Linked DNA regions of Drosophila melanogaster: all the other regions are linked to region 3. Evidence: chromatin contacts called from public Hi-C data. All regions are on one chromosome and are shown on one strand. The core of a region is the stretch at or near the end of the contact, and the rest is flanking DNA. Distances in the headings are between cores, read along the strand shown.

What was found. A called contact is a pair of places that touch in the nucleus more often than the background predicts.
Region 1: a contact with region 3 is called in a Hi-C map of the S2 cell line, with 6 times the contacts expected there. A contact is called at or near these places in 3 of 107 Hi-C or Micro-C datasets (the Kc167 cell line and the S2 cell line).
Region 2: a Hi-C map of the Kc167 cell line shows a contact between it and region 3, with 2.6 times the contacts expected there. A contact is called at or near these places in 2 of 107 Hi-C or Micro-C datasets (the Kc167 cell line and the S2 cell line).

What each region holds. Positions count from the first base shown.
Region 1 is chr3L:17,011,143-17,013,842 of dm6, reverse strand. CG3764 reads left to right here and starts at 1,278. Exons shown (of 7, transcript NM_001275048.1): 1 at 1,278-2,454. The coding sequence starts at 2,177. It overlaps CG6664, which reads left to right. Exons shown (of 5, transcript NM_168710.3): 5 at 1-957. The coding sequence ends at 393.
Region 2 is chr3L:16,163,418-16,166,117 of dm6, reverse strand. CG5151 reads left to right here and starts at 1,417. Exons shown (of 5, transcript NM_001259861.2): 1 at 1,417-2,449.
Region 3 is chr3L:8,691,370-8,694,069 of dm6, reverse strand. It overlaps lncRNA:CR44526 (long non-coding RNA:CR44526), which reads right to left and starts at 1,367. Exons shown (of 1, transcript NR_124833.1): 1 at 879-1,367.

The DNA.
Region 1 (2,700 bases), core at 29-2,528, 8.3 Mb before region 3:
TCAACCAACCCACTGCTGGGCATTTTGGGAACCGGCAGCTCCTCATCGTCCGCGTCCGTATCAGCTGGGAATGCCGCTGGCGGCTTTCTCTCGAATCTGGGAGGCGAACGCCTAAGCCTTGGCTCGTCAAATTCGGCTGGCGGCAGTGCCACCTTCTTGGCCGGCGGTGGAGGTGGAGGTCTGCTGGCCCAGCTCACTAGCCACTCCAGCGCTTCGTCGTCGTCGTCCAATTTGATGAACATCAGCCTGAACAACTCGTCCAGCGGCAATCTTGTTAACAGCAGCAGCAACTCCTCACTGTCGGCGTTTACGCCAACCAATCCGCCCAGCTCGGCGGCCACGGCCTTTATCCAGCCAGCCAGTCCAATGGACACGTCCACCTGCAAGGACTAGGAGGATGCAGTAGCTCTCGCACAGGGATACAGAAAAATCATGACTTATTCACACACTTTCACACGAAAACACACTATATTCATAAACACGCACGCATGCAAGCAACCAGTTTAACGATCCTAAAAACATAAGAAAACACAGAAACAAAAGATGAGAAAGTAACTATCGTAAGCTTCTCCAGGGCGACTCAAAGTCGCCACATTTATATATGGTTAATATGTATATGTATGTTCTATTTGATCAAAATCTCTTAAAACCTTTCAATAACGGAATTCCTAGGCGAACGAATATTTAGCGCTAATGTTTAAGATTTGAATGTTTTTCTAATTTCGCTCGGTTCCAGTTAAAGTTAAGTAAAACACAGCTAATAATGAGATATGGAGGATATAGAGGATGAGAATGAGGATGGACAGCACACGCTAACCAGATCGTATGAATTTATAAAAAGGGTGAATTCTATTCATGTCGAAACCATTTTCCCACAATTCCTTCGCATGTGGGCCTAAAAAATTTTGAAGTATGTTTATGTAAGCCAACAAAAATAAAGTTCAACAATTTAAAATTAAATAAAAATTCGTCCAGAATTTTTTTAAATTAAATTTTGTTTAAATTCGAGGTGCAAGGTTTTCAAAATTGTAGAAAGTACAACTGTAGACACTACAATATATGAATTGTAAACATCATCTGATAGGTTTTTTTAAAATATGTTTTCAGAAATAACATTTTTTTCTTTTGACGAACCACAAGAACAAGAATTTTCGAATTTCCGTTAAATGCACGACAAATGGTGGGGCAACACTTAAAGTATCCCCTAAAACTGCCTTCATACTTCTGCCACTTGGCGTGCACACACTGGCGCGCAGCTGCAGCTAACTTCGCGTTGCAAAATGCTCTTGTGTTGTTTGTGTTTGTGATTGTAAATAAAGGCCAAACAGTCAGCGCGAAGCGTTAAGACCAAAGACTAACCTTTGGGCCAGGCCAAAAAGCGGAGTGTAACACCTCGAGCGAGAGCAAACAAAGCCGCAAAGTGTTCAATTAAAATAAGTGACTTGACTTTGATCTGAGAACCGAGAGAAAGACGGTGAAATAGGTGGGCAGGAAGTGGGAAGTCAATGATAAATGACAACAAAAAAGTGTGTATTGGCCAAAAGAAGCTCGCATTGGTAGCAACGACAGAAAACCATTTACACACACTCAAACAAACAAACACAGATGGTGCTCTTTAAACGCTGCTGCCGCTCTCCCTCTCTTTCACTCACACACATTTAACGACTGCGACGCGTCTCTTGCAAACTTTTTAAAGCGGACGCCAGCGATATTCGGTTCTCATTTCGATGTGGAACGGTAAAGAACCTGTGTCGCTTCCGCAGCCGATTCGCGAAAATAACACAAAAATAGCCATATATTATTTTTGCTCAATCAAATAAATTCCACTGCAAGTGCGTATGTGTGTGTTTGTGTACAGGAAGAGATCAGATAGATCAGAAGCAGTGCAAGAAAGAAAAGTGCAAAGCGAAAGTTTTGGTTTTGATTGTGCAGCATCCGCCATCTCGCTCTGGCAGGCGCGCGTGTAACGGTAGACGTCTCTTTCGCCAACAACAACAGCAACAACCACTCATTCCAAGGAAAGCGAAAAGTGCGCCCTTGTTTGTGTGCGTGCGTGTCTGTGTTTTATTTCCATTTCCACACAAAATCAGAAATAAATTCAATATTCGATCTTCGATTCTGAGATTTCGATTGGCCAGATGTGTTTATTAACAGATTGCGGACATCGTGTCTTATTATGGCCCTATTGAATAAACTCTTCTTTCCGTCGGCAACACCAACAACACCAGCGAATTTAGCGGCAGCGCCCACGCTGACCGCAGCGTCCGCAGCAGCAGCAGCGCTAATTAATAGCCAAACAACAACAGCAACTACAGGAACAGCAACATCAGCTACTACAACAACATTGCCGGCACGTACAGCTCACGCCTCTGCCGGCGTCGCTGCCACGGCCTCTGCTGGCAATAGTTCGTCGTCCGCAAAAGCTACAAAACAAACTTCGCGAAATTATCTAAGGTAAGTGTTTATCTTTTTAACAACAAAACTGCCTAACACCCGGTATTAGTGTATCGATAAAATGCGCGCACAACAAAGGGGGAAAATAGGTGCAGCTGCAAAATCACTCGGAAGCACATACATTCACACAAAGAGAGACGTGCGAAAAGGCGTTCTCATGATGCGTTTCACACTATACATATGTATGTATGTACATACATATACGCCCCGCCCCCTCCACCGGCACTCATGTTCCTCTCTCTTGCA
Region 2 (2,700 bases), core at 168-2,667, 7.5 Mb before region 3:
TTTCGATTGTAGACTGTTGAGTATATATGATACAAATACTGCTAGTAAGCAAAATGAGTCATTTAAAAACGGTCTGCAATTTGATGCACATACCTCATTAAATTTAGAAGCAAGATTATAAAATATGCAAACCAATATTCTATCAATCAAATATCGAATACCGTTATGCAATAGAGCATACAAACTTTACGATACCCATTACTGAAATTACAAATTCATTACCTCTAGGTATTATAGGCCTATGGGATTTCTGCGTAATTACTTCACTCACATCAACTAATTAAAATTGAATCAACAAATCGCAAACGGGTCAAATTGTTTAAATTTAAATTTATTACTTTGTGATAGGGCATTCAAATGATATACCCCACTATCACCCAGTAATGGGAGCGCAAAAAAAAGGTCGAAACGCGTATCATCAAAGGAATGTCACATGTGAATCATATCATTAAAAATAAATCCAAACAAAAATAAAATAAAGGCGAAATAAAGCTGCATAAATAAATTTAATTAACGTGCGGTTGCCGGCGCCCCTTACCCCCGCAGCTCCACCACCCCGACCGCCCGTCTGACACTTTAATTTCTTGGACTTTGCACGGCGGCTCAAGTCGGCAAACAGAAAAACCGCAAAAAAATCGAGTGACAATGAGCTAACCGAAATTTAGCTTAACAACAACAAAAAAAAGCGAAATAAATATTTATACGCAAATAAAAGCCTGGCAAGTGGAGTAAGATGAAAAAGTGAATACAAATTGTGTGGGGCATAATATGAGACGAAATGAGAGGGTATAATTTATAACCCATAAACGAAGCTACTCAAGAATATATGTCAAATTGAATAATTAAAAATGTTAACCGTTTTAACAGTTGCTAGCACCACTGAATTCGAAAATAAACAATTAATTGATACTGAATATAAATACAAAAAATTATATAAAAATGAATAAAGCTTTTATAATTGTTATTTTTCTCAAATTATAAAAAGGAAACTAATAAAAAACTAAAACGATGCATTTATAATAATATGAAATGATGTATTATACAAATATTTAATCGTCAGCTGAAAATAAATGTAATATTTATATAGAGAAAAGGTTTTATAAAAACGGGAAATCCCTGGTCAAGTTTCTCGACTATCTCATACCCGTTAATCAGCTTGAGGTAGTGTACGAGTAACGGGTATAAAAACATATCATACTAAAATACATTTGTGCATCGAACAACAAAAGAGTTGGGTTAATTTTTGTTAGAAACTTCCAATTACCTCGTTCTCTTTGCGCCTACTCTTTTTCACTCTTCTGCGCTCTCTTGCGCGCTCTGCCACCCCAAAAACTTGTTTCGTTGTCATCGTTTCGTTCGAGTCCGATTTGTATTTGTATTTGCACCAAAGCGCCAAAAACTCTCCGACGCTGCGGACGTGTGTGTTTTTTCGTTCGCCGCCAAAAAAGCAACAAAAATGCCAGCGATCGGCCACAACAACAACAGCAGAATGGATAATGTTTGTGTGTCGTGCTTGTGATTGTGCCTTAGTTTATTGGGAACCAAGTGATTGATTCGAAACTAAATAAATAAATAAGTAACTGGAGGTTTAGCAACAACACGGCGGCGTTACGTCATGGCTGTCGCCATTGTTGTTGTTGCGTTGGCATACTTTCGATGCTAGTGTATGAGGGAAAACAATTGTTTTGCGCTTTTCGCCTGCGATAATTATTAAAATAAAACCAAGAGAGAGAGAGAGAGCGCGATTGAGAGAGAGGCAACTTTGTTCCGCTGCTACCCGTTCCGCTCTCGCTCTGTGGTGAAGGTGAAACGTGCGAAATCGCAATGGAATATCGAGTCGGAGTCGTGTGTTTTTCCGCTTACGCTCATTGAAACTTTGCGTGCTTTTCGGTTAAGTTCGTTCCGTGCGCGCTGGAAATAAATTAAACTCGAGCAGAAAACACCCAGAAAAGCAGTAGGAAACGCCAACAAAAAAATATGACAACAAGCCAGAGTTCTTACACTGAGCAAGCAGCAGCCAAACAAAGTGAAGCAAAATAAGCAGCAGCAAATAATAAATAAATACACAAAGCCAACATATTCAACTCACACACACACACACATAGCCAGCGTTCCTGTACTCAAAAGCATTCCTAATCGCCGCAGAAAAAATAACAACAAGCATCAGAAAGCAGAAATAACATCAACAAAAAATTCAACAAAAATAACAGCAAATAAACAAATTAAAGAAAATTAAGTTAAAATCGAAATTGAAACCATGTATATAAGTGTTGCTTAGATAAATTCGACGAAAAAGTGTCACAAAAAGTGTCAAGTTAAAACAAATATTAGGAAATTTATGCCTCCAACATAGCGCAATTCCTAAATCAATTGTAATCTAAAAAAAAAATAGTTAAAGCCAATACACAAGTAAAAATCGAAATAAGAGCGAGTATCACGTCGATATAAGGTGAGCGAAGCACTTTTTTATTGGGAAAAACCTTTTTTTTAAGCCGATTAGCCATAAAAGCACAACGTAATTGAACTTTGGAGCTGCAAAAGTGTGCCCAATATTCGATAGCCGCACTGTGTGCGCTATCTAATTATAAGCTATTCATATTCCATCCAAAATCTGCTCTCTATAAATCGCATTCCGGCGACTTCCTGTCAACACTCACACACCAGCGCAAAAACAAAGCGAAAAACAATAAAAAATCGTAG
Region 3 (2,700 bases), core at 118-2,617:
AATTCAGCTGCAGTCGCGTGGTCTATGACAGGCTTATGACAAAAGCGCGGCGCGTGTGGCTCAAAGTGGCTCAGAGTTGTTGCTCGGCGGTTCAGTGGCTCAGTGGCTCAGTTGCTCAGTTGGCTTAGAGTGGCTTAGAGTGGGGCCCGTCTGTGGCCCCCTATCCCCCCACCCTCCCCTGTCGAGCGTAGCCACCATTTGGCGTCTCCAACGGCATCTCCGACTGGTTTTTGTCTCAGGCGATATTTGCTTTATTTTCCTACCTTTATTTATGATTATTTTTAACTCTTATTTCTTTTTTTTTGTGTTGTTTTTGCCTTGGCTTTGGCAAACACACGCTTGTTGGCTAATTTTTCTTGTGGCTTGCTTTCTTTTTTTGCGGCGGGGGAATTCCAGAAACGTTCGCGATGCGGTCTGGTCCCCCTTTTTGGCCCCTTGGTGGTTAACATTTTAATGCCAAACGGCCAGACAAGCGACGACGGATGGCACAGACTCGACACGCTGCAAATTCTAATTAATGACAGTTTTAGACATTTTTGAGCTAGACGGCGCCAAAGACAAAGCCAGCAAAAACCAAAAAAAAAAAAAAAAATAAAAAACACTAAGCTCGACTCGAAAGAGCAGCATCTAAAAAATATCGATTTTGAATGTATGAGGTGTCTGTGTAGATTCGAGACCCCAGGGCATGTCTGGCCAAAAAGCTGATGAAAGAGGCAACGGATCGTATCGGATGATCGTGTTATATAAAGAAGGGATTTTCTAATGGCCAAGAAGAACTAATGATCGATCGGTGGACTCTCAGCTTGTGTGGCTTAGTATTGCAAGTTGAGCGATGTTTTAATTTTGTATCTTTCAAATCCATCAAAAACAAATCACTTAAAGTCGTCGGACTTATAATTATTATATATATGTAAGTTCTTGCTAGGGGAAATATTCAATGATTATTTAGTTACATGATATCATTAATAATCTGGACCAAAGGCTTTTGGAAAATATTATCATAAAGTTCCGTGTTGTAATCCAATCGTAATCCAAGTCAGTTCCGCAATGCAATCGAAGTCAATATCATAGCATTGCTCAGTGGGATTTCGAGATTCCCAGAAATCCAACTAAGTCGTCCGACATCCTGTAATCTGTGATCCGCATGAGTGCCAGTCATCGAATCGAAATCTAATGGAAATCAATGGCGACTGGTGACTCACAGCCCGTTGGACTTTAAGGTGGGTGGCCGGTGGGAGCGTCGGGAGGTGGGCCGCTTGGCAAGGTCGTTGCGTCAGCGTTCCACGATGACGTCGGTCTTCGCACTTTGCTCCGCCGGGTGATTGCATGTGCCAGCCGGAGACTCGGCAGCTGTCTGTGACAGGTTCCCGATCTGGTTGCCGTTCCAGCGCTTTCGACGGGTAACCACATTGCCCGGCTGATAAGCTGTTTACGACGACCGACGTCTTGGGCCTCGGCAGACAATCAGTCATATATTACTTTATATATTTATGTGTGTGCATGTGTGGCACGGCATGCCGGCGTCTTATCAGAGTGTTCACTGTGCGAGGAGGCTAATGGTGAAATTAACGACGGGGCTCGTGCTTCGCATTGCAGCGCACGTAGACGCCTTCGAACTGTGCACTGAAAAAAACTGTTAGGTTCTTGCTTTAAGATACGAAAATACATTTTACCATGTGTTGAAAATAAGTAAATATACAATCAATAAGTTTACAGTATATATTCAAAGTTTTTAAAGTACTGGGTATAGACAAGTAAATAATAAGAATCTACGGTCTTAATAAATGTAAATCAATTATATTGATTTAAAATATATTATTATTTACTTGGTTAAAGATATTGTAAAACCTGTTTGAGATTAAAAAAAATAGCATTTATTATAAGAAATTTATTTACATAAAACGAACCGACTCACAATATATAAAAGGGGGAACTCCCTTCTTTGCGTTTCTTATTACTCATTGCTGGAAAAACTATATTAGAAGACCTGTCTCAATCATATATCACTATGATAAGCGTAAAGCTCATTCTAAATTTGCTCAGTGTATTTCTTACACCCCGTCAAGGAGTACGTGGTGCGGTGCATGGGATCCGCGGTCGGATGGTCTGGCCTTATCTGGCTGCCCGGGCCGACTTTAGTCAGCAACTAAGGGCTAGGCCAACACTTGTGCTTTCAATGTTTGTATGTGGGTCACATCGTTTCGACTTTCGATTAAAGACTTTGACGTCAGCAGCTGGCTGCCGGAACTCGAGCTGGAATCAGCGTACAGAGATCGTACGATGCATGCAATCAGCATGATTCGTCTGGGCAATGGTACACCCACCCCATCCGATATCCCTTACAGTCTAACGGTCGCAAATCTAATCGCGTTAAACTATAAAGAATTTCCTTTTTTTGGGGCTCGACTCATTTCCGGATGGTGATACCTTGCTATATCCCCATAACACCCATAGCACCATATTCCACGTTCCAGGTTGAATGTGAGTGCTAAAATTAAAATCTTACCACGATACTAGCCTATCAATTACTATCGCTAATGCGATGACCTTATATGGAGCATTTTTAGTTTTGCGGAAACACTTAATGGGCTTATCAAGGGAAATGTGTAATTGATGGTTTGCTGAGCAATTGTAAAACTAATAAAGGAAATGCCTCATGGTCAAGTGAATAGATAAAATGTAGGCCTTTTCATGACTTTG